2 separate regions of the Mus musculus genome follow, and region 1 is linked to region 2. A link is a contact called in public HiChIP or PLAC-seq data. All regions are on one chromosome and are shown on one strand. Each heading gives the region's core, a stretch centred on a gene start, on an enhancer-like site or on the middle of the called end of the contact. The rest is flanking DNA. Distances are from core to core; before and after follow the strand shown. Region 1 overlaps Cux1 (cut-like homeobox 1). Region 2 overlaps Cux1 (cut-like homeobox 1).

Region 1 (4,211 bases), core at 1,247-3,746, 210 kb after region 2:
AGCAACCAGGTGTCTTGAGCTCAAGGCAGCCCAGGCTCCATCCTAGAGCTAGTTCCTCCTAGGATAAGATTTGGGCATTTTCCTAAAGGCCTCTAAGCTTCAGTTTTCTCTCCTGTAAAAATGCATAACTGACTAGACCTCCCAGAGTGGCTAGGAAACTCTCCCCAACCTTTTCTCTAATGTGCGCGTGCGCGCGCACACACACACACACACACACACACACACACACACACACACGGCCAACCCTTTCATGATGGTGCATATTTGTCATCCTAGCACTTGGGAAACTGAGAGGCAGGGGGATCAAAGCAAGTCCAAGGCCAGCCTAGGCTACAATACTAAGTGCTAAGTACTCGGGTCTACACAAAGAGCAAAAAGTCTTGTTTCCAAAAACAAACCACTATGATGAGTGTAATCCTAGACCTCAGGAGACTGAGGCAGGAGGGTCATCAGTTCTAGCCCAGGCCACCAGGGATACACAGCAAGATCCTCTCTCCCCAGCCAAAAAGGAGGCAGGGGAACTGTGACCCCATGACCATCCTGGACTATAACACCAGAAACTAGGAGAGAGGTGTGGAGTTAAAGCTCTGTAGCTAAGCACTTGCTGCATGCGCCCAAGGCCCTGGGCTTGCTCTCCAGCACTGCAAAAAAAAGCAAAATGAGAAAAAATCTAAACACTCCAAAGAGTTGCAGGAGAGTTGGGTGCTTAAGAGACGGGATTGTGAAAGTTAAGAGCCATCGCAGTTACAGGTGAAGTGCTAATAACTTCATTTTGAAACTGTTGGGTTGGATGTGTGTGTGTGTGTTTTTTTTAAATCACAGCTGTGCCTTGCACCACAACCCTACCTGTAGCTGTGTTCCCTTCTCACATTTTAATTAGCAAATAAAAGCTCTGAAAGGCTCTCAAGATGTTTCTGCCTGGAGTTATAAGTCAAAGTGAAAAAGACACTAAGCTGTTCCCCGGAAAAGCCAAACTCAGAGCAGACATCTATCAACTGCTTGCCTGAGTTCATGGGGAACTTGGATTTAGTTCAGGACTGCCACCTCTGAACCAGCTGAGCCATCCTTGACTTTACTTTTGTGGTTAATTTTTGAGATTTTCAGGGCCTGGTGCCTAAAGCAGAGTAGTTTTAAGGGCCATTTTAATTCACAGTGAGAATGGCCTCCAGCCCTCTTCAAACCTGGAAGTGCTGCTACCTATCTACTCACACTAGTCCCTAGGACAGGAACTCTATTTATCCGCTGTACCCCAGCTTGTCCAAAAGTTGGCGGGTCCCCTAGCTACAGTCACACAAAGCTAGCTAATGAGTCACTGCTACTGTCTGGAGTTGCCTAAAGGATGGAGACAGACAATTAACAAGCACAATTACCACAAACTCTTGCTGCCACATAGTGTGTGTGAGGAGGAGGGGGGCTATTCTGATACTAATTCAGTCATAGCCAGTCCTGTTCCCATCAGAAGTGACCCCACATCCTAGGTGTCTCTTCTGTACCCCCATCACCAATCAAAACTCCTTGGGGCAGGAAATTACACTCACTGCAATTTGTTCCTTGGGTTATGGCTATGGCTTGGTTGGTAGAGTGTTCCCATGAAACCCTGAGTGCATTCCCAGGACTTCATAAACCAGGTGTGGTCATGCATTCCCAAAATCACCACACTGGGGAAGTGGAGACAGAAGGATCAGGAGTTAAGACATCCTGAGCATGGTGAGTTGGAAGCCATCTTGGGCTACATGAGACCCTGCCTCAGAAGAAATAAAGGAACAAACCACAAAAAGACTTTCAGGAGAAGGTGACTGCAGACTTGTTCCCAGCAGACCCCATTCCTAAGCGCTCTGTCTGCTAGCAGGTTTCTCCAGAGCTCCCTGTGCGGCTGCATAGCACTTACAGCATGCACTTGCCAACAGCAATATCATGGTCTGTGTGGTGGGAAGGTCTGAACTGGGGTGTCTAATGGGATTGGGATAAGTCTGTCTTAACCCTACAAACAGGAAGAGGCCGTTGCTGTCTCAGAGGCAGCTGCATCAAGGTTACAGAGATGTATGGACATGAAAGGGGACTGCATGAATTCAGAGCATCACTCTGGAGGAACAGCCTTGGGTCCATGACGCGGGGAGCCTACTTTCCTCCCTCCTGGCTCAGGAGCAGATTTATTTATAGACTGGGCTCCTAGCAGGGAATGTAAAGAAAGGAAATAGAGGTCCTCAAAACTGCCCTGGCCCTCAGGGCACTCACAAGGCCTACACGGCTTGGACCTCTTCCAGGAAGAGCAGGTATCAGGACCAGCTGTGAGTATGGACAGAGGGCTTCCCCTGCAAGCAGAGTCGGAGAAAGTGCTTCCTGCCAAGGATCAGGAAGATACAAAGGTAGCAAAGGAAGCAGGGAGGCTACATGCAGCCCCAAGAACAGGAAAGAGGGAAGATTCCAGAAGGCAGGGGGAATAAAAATAGCTGCTGTCAGTTTACTGAGTCATCTTTTATGTCCCTTGTGGTTTTTAATCCCCGTGACAACCTAACACAGTGCTCTCTGCCTGCTGTACTGTCAGGCACCCTGACATTCACAGGTACAGCCAGCTGGCCAGACGCAGCCCAGCAGGACCTCACCAGCAGAGAGGCCACCACTTCCACAGAGCTTGGCCCCAAATTGCAGGGCCCTCCTATTTTAAAGTCCGGGGGCTGTATCTGTCCTGTGATGAGGTCTGTCTTTGTGTCCCCAGCTTTCTCTCTGGGTTTCCCTACTAGTCCCTCCCACCAGGGGGACTGCCAGAGCCAGGTCTGCTTTTTGTTTGTTTGTTTGTTTGTTTGTTTGTTTCAAATGTAGAAAATACTCCAATTTATTCACGAAAACATTAGAATTATTTATCACGATTCACTCATCCATACCCATCTTCCCTGGTCTGCTTTAAACAGGGTAAAGCACCATCTTCACTAGTGAGCTCCTAGGTCACAGTTGCTGAGAAAGGGAGGGGGAAACACACCTGTGACCACAAAGCTTGGAAAGCAGAGGCAGGAGGATTGTGAATCCATGATCAACTGGGGTTACATTGAGAGACCTTGTCTGAAGAAACAACCAATAAAGAGCTAGCTATGATGGAGCACACCTGTGATCCCAGCTCTTTGGAGGTGGCGGCAAATGGGCCAAGAGTTTAAGTCAGCTTCAGGTACACTGAGTTCAAAGCCTACCTAGGCTACATAAGACCATGTTTCAAAAACAAACAAGAATGGTTTAAGAGATAAAATAAAACAAACAAACAAACAAACAAGAAAACCCACAAGAATAGAGGGAAGAAAGCTGCAGCTCAACAATGAGCCCACAGGGTGGGGGAGGCTGGGGGGGGGGGGAGGCTAGAAGGGAATGGGATGTATACTTTTAACTGTGTGTGTGTGTGTGCATGGATGTGCACATGTGCAAGGCACTGAGGGTTTATTATTCTATTACTTACCACCCTGTCATTTATTGACTTATTTTTAAGTTATTACTTTGTGTGTGTGCATGTGTGTGAGCATACACAGGACACGCATACACAGGACACATGTGTGCATGTGTGTGAGCATACACAGGACACATGTGTGCATGTGTGTGAGCACACACAGGACACGCATAAGAAAGTCAGAAGACCTGGAAGGCTTGGGTTCTGCCTTTCCATCACTTGAGCCCCAGAGACGGAACTCAGATCATCCAGCTTGGCATTAAGTACCTTTACTGCTGAAATATCTTGCAAGCCTTCCATGTGGCTTTTTGAAAGGCGCTCTCTCTCTCTCTCCCTCTCTCTCTCTCCCTCTCTCTCTCTCTCTCTCTCTCTCTCTCTCTCTCTCTCTCTCTCTCTCTGAATGGGTAAGTGGCTCCCTAGTTTCAGCTCCCAGGTGCTATAATCCTGCAGGCACAAGCTTCCACGCCCAGCATTTGCCATGGGTGCTGGGGATCCAAACACTCAGCTCTCCGTGCTTCCGTTTTAAGGACTTTACTACCTGAGCCGCCTCCCCAGCCCTCCATCTTGATGAGCAGGCAGCAGCCGAAGTACAACTCACAGTGGCATCAGGCGAAGACCCAAGCACAGTCTCTAAATCAGAATCTTGAACCAGCTTCAGGGAATGCAGTTAATACAGGAAGTGACCCCCAGACGAACAAATAGGATACAGTGAAATGGAATTATGAGCCTGGCAGTGAACAGTGGTGGGAACTTCCCATCCCTGTGGCTGCCAGCTTTCGTT
Region 2 (4,072 bases), core at 368-2,867:
GCAAGAATGGCTGCTCAAACTATCATCTGTTACCATGTACACCGACTTCCATTTCTCAGGAAACAGTAATTAAATCCCATTCCAGAAGGGGACCGTCGTAGACCTTGGGACTGTGTTATTTTGCCATTTTTTTCATTAAGTGTAACCTCTAATTTTTCTGCATTAAAGGAACAAAAATAACACCAACAAAGACAAAAAAAAAATCAACTAAAGGTTCAAATAAAAGGTTTCTGAAGGCTTAATATCAGGGCATTTTGCTAAAAAAAAATGTCATTATGACTGCTATGATTTGTTCTAATCAAACCCCATGATTCTGGTAATTCAGAGGGACTGGGGGTCTAATATGTGATTATTTCCTCTATATTTTCCAGAACAAAAATATGGACAGGAGGTGGAGAGATAGCTCAGTAGGTGGAGAGATAGCTCAGTAGGTGGAGAGATAGCTCAGTAGGTGAAGTGTTTCCTTGCAAGTATGGGGATCTGAGTGCTATCCTTAGAACCCATGTAAAAAGTCAGGCATTGTAAATCCCATGCTTGCAATCCCAGCACTGGGAAGGAAGAGACAGGCTGACCCTTGAGGCTCACTGGCCAGTCAGCTTGGCATACTTGGTGAGGGTGGCGCTTGTGGAATGGGAGGCAAAGGTGACCTCTGGCTTCTACATGCATATGCAGGAATGGACAGATCATTCTAGGCAAGGGTTGCCTATAAGCCAGGATGGTCATCTGGTTACAAAGACTCTTGAACCCAGTGCCTTAGCTGTTGGTCTCTGGTGGTCCAGGGAGACTCAAGCCTTAGGATCAGAATGCTTTTTTGTGAGGTTACCAGAGAGGTGCTGAGACTAGTGGATGAAGGATACAAAGAAAGGTGGCCTGCCTGTTGCACATCAACCCATGGGGCGTGTGGGTCTTGTTTGCTTTAGAAAATCAAGCTCTTTGCTCATCTAGACCACACTGTGACTGGCACCAGAAAGAAACTGGTGTGGGGACCATCAGGAATCATGTGTTCCTTTAGGACAGCCTGGGCCTTGTTGGGAGTCATTGAAGGTGCCCAGTGGGAAGTGCTCCATCTGTTCTCCAGCTGAGTGTGAGAGGAGGCAGAGTCTCTGAGGGGACCAGCCTCGGGCATGCCCGTGAGGTTTCTAGGCTGAGTAACTGCTGTGGGAAGATGCTCTCTGCATGTGGACAATTCCATTCCACCGGCTGGGGTCCCGACTGCAGAAAAGGGAGAAGGTGAGCTGAGTGCCAGCATTCACCTCGCTCTGCTTCCTGACTGTGGATGCCACGTGAGCAGCTCACACTCCTGCTGCCGTAACCTCCCTGCCATGATGGGCAGTATCCTCTGGATCCATGAGCCAGAATAAACTTTCTTTAAGTCGCTTCCATCCGGCACCTTGTCACAGTAACAACAAAACTAACACAGCAAGCAATGGCCCCACTTCACCTAAGTATCACCTGTGAAGCTTGGCACACTGCCTTGAGCCTGGTGTGAGGGCACTAGAATAAAGACTGGTCATATCCTAATCTCCAAAGACACAGTGAGAGAGCCTGGAGAAGGAAGTGTGAGGACTCCTGTCCACAGACCCAGCCTGTGGTCTCATTCTGTGTTTGGCACACCCTCTTCCCTTTCTTCCACTGAGGCTAATACACCAGAGGGCCACGTGTGAGGGGCCAGGCAAGGTGTGGTTACAGCATACCTGAGTGATGATAATTGTATTGAAATGCTCTTATTTATAGCTATTTCCTCTAGTGGCTAATAGATGACTGACTGGTGATGTTGGCTAGAGTCCAAAGGCAGGACCTTCTGTGTCGTCTCTTGTTTGCTGCTCCCTCAAGCTGTAACAGGTCCCTCAGGAACACTTTCAGCACAGTTGCAGGTAGCCCAAAATACTGTTGCCTTGGCTGAGGGTGTGGTATAGTAGCAGAGCACCTGCTGAGCATGTTTAGTGCTCTGAATTTTATATCTATTGTTATGAAAAGCCAAACCAATAAATAACCAGACAACAAAAAAGAAAACACTGTTATCTGAATAAAACATAGCAAGAAGGAAGACTTTACTTCCAGTTTATGGCATACACATATGAATAATGAGTATGATACATGTATGTGTGTGTATGTGCAGGTATACACAATCATACAGAGGCCAGAGGAGGCTCAGGTACCCTGCTCTATCATTCATTATCTTATTCTCTTGAGACAGGGTCTCTCACTGTACCTGGAGCTATACTGGAGGCCTGGAAGTCCCACTGATCCTCTTGTATTTGCCTCTCCAAGCATGGGGCTTACAGTAGGCATGCAGTTACATCTGGCTTTTTATGTGGGTGCTGGGGGTTTAAACTCAGGTCCTCACACTTAGGCAGCCAATGCTTTTATCACTAAGCTGCTTCCCCAAGCCTCATAGAATATTTTCTAGACATTTGGGCTAATAACCTCTCCTGTATCCAGGGAGTAGGACATATATTAAAAATACAAGTTTTTTTTTTTTTTTATATGAGCACCTAGAAAGAACAAAACCTGAAACAGAACCACAATTGAATCCAATAAGCCTGTGTAATGCTCTCAAATTGGTAAAAAGTCCCACTATCTCATAAAGCTCGGCCTGGAAAAATCAGGTTAAGAAAACAACTGAACTGCTTTGTGAGACATGTAAAAGAGATGGGTATGGGGGCAGAAATGGCCTGTATCCATCTTTAAGGCAGTATGAATCCTGTAAATCAGATTTCTTTTCTCCACTCACCCCTGGGTCACCAGACAACAGGGTCTAAAACCTAGCAAATGTTGTTTGTGTGTGGAAGCAGCAAAAGATTGTACTGTAAACTCGCCCTGACTCACCCATGCGAGGGCCCATTTGGCAGATCATCCATCTTACTCACTGACTACTGTCAAGAATAGCATGCGTCCCAAGCATGATAAACAGATTTCTCCTAGGTTTGTGTCCTTTAACCCACAACAAGGTCAAAATCATGGCTGCCCCCCTAACAGACAGCACAGGGCTGCCTGCTGTCTGGGAGTGAGATCTCACCAAGCAGCTGCTAGTCCTTCTCCTGTTGGTGCACTCAACAGCTCCCTGCATGCATGCATGCTACACAAGGTCAGCAGACATAAAGGTGTATACCTAGCAAGCAGGAGGACTATCCCTTTGCATTCCCCACTACTGAAGAAGTGACACACTGTTCTAAGTTGCTGAGGCTGGCTAGTACTTGGTGAGAGTGTCTCTTCACAGTCACACAGCATGCACTACCGTGCTATAGTCTCAGGTTACAGAAAGCTGAATAGTCCAGTTTTTATTTATTGCTGTTGTTAAAAAAAAAAAAAAAAAGAGTCTCATGTAGTTCAGACTGGCCTTGAACATACTGGGTATACTGTACATACATATGTATATGTAGGTATGCCCCAACACACCTGCTGTATGTAGAACTGGGGACCGAACTGAGGGCTTCTTTTGCTACATGGTGTTGCTGTGTCCTTGTGAGAGCTGGGCAGGAGGCTAGAAGGTGGATGGGAATGCAGGTTCAAGAGCAACTTAGGAGAGAACAAAGAGGGTTCAAAGAGGTGTGGTAGGAGGATCTGAATGATATCTGGAGTCCCTTGCATGGCAGGATATGTGGTGAACTATTCAGAGGAGTGTGCTGTTGGAGGGGTGCTGTGGAAGACATGCCTCCCCTGAGGTTAAGTGCAGTAGTGGCACCCTGCAGTCTCAGTACTAGGAAGGCTGACAAGAAGGCTCTTGAATTTTAGGCCTTCAGTGGCTATATAGTGAGACTGTTTTTAAAAGCCCAAAACAAGATGGCTCAGTTGGCACAGTGTCTGCTGTGAAAGTATGAAGACCTCCCCTGGATCTCTGAGAACGCAGGAGATGGCTCAGCAGGTGAAGACTGATGAGTCTGATGGCCTGTGTCTGGTCCCTGGGACCCACATGGTGGAGGAGAGAGCTGATACCTGAGGATTACTCTCTGATTTCCACAGGAACACTGTGACATACATGTACCCAGCACATACCAGATACACAAAAAGAAAGAAATGCAATAAAATGAATTAGGAAATCAACCTCACATAAACACCTAAAGGCTAATGC

Evidence for each region. HiChIP or PLAC-seq counts read pairs in DNA pulled down with a chosen protein or histone mark.
Region 1: a FOXA1 HiChIP or PLAC-seq map of pancreatic cancer cells shows a contact between it and region 2. The contact joins two enhancer-like sites. A contact is called at or near these places in 1 of 15 datasets of contacts at CTCF or cohesin (the NIH/3T3 cell line), 1 of 484 Hi-C or Micro-C datasets (cortical neurons) and 2 of 115 datasets of contacts at active chromatin or transcription factors (double positive thymocytes and pancreatic cancer cells).

The regions. Positions count from the first base shown.
Region 1 is chr5:136,498,220-136,502,430 of GRCm38.p6, forward strand. The region is part of intron 1 of Cux1 (cut-like homeobox 1); the gene reads right to left. Among named protein-coding and RNA genes, the nearest start is that of Cux1, 67 kb to the right of the region's middle. Within about 2 kb of position 2,497, at least 101 of the 459 cell types and tissues checked have an H3K27ac peak or open chromatin away from gene starts, as enhancers often do. A contact at or near this core is called in pancreatic cancer cells, where this site is marked.
Region 2 is chr5:136,287,079-136,291,150 of GRCm38.p6, forward strand. All of the region lies in intron 19 of Cux1 (cut-like homeobox 1), which reads right to left. Among named protein-coding and RNA genes, the nearest start is that of Gm30408, 44 kb to the left of the region's middle. Within about 2 kb of position 1,618, at least 14 of the 459 cell types and tissues checked have an H3K27ac peak or open chromatin away from gene starts, as enhancers often do. A contact at or near this core is called in pancreatic cancer cells, where this site is marked.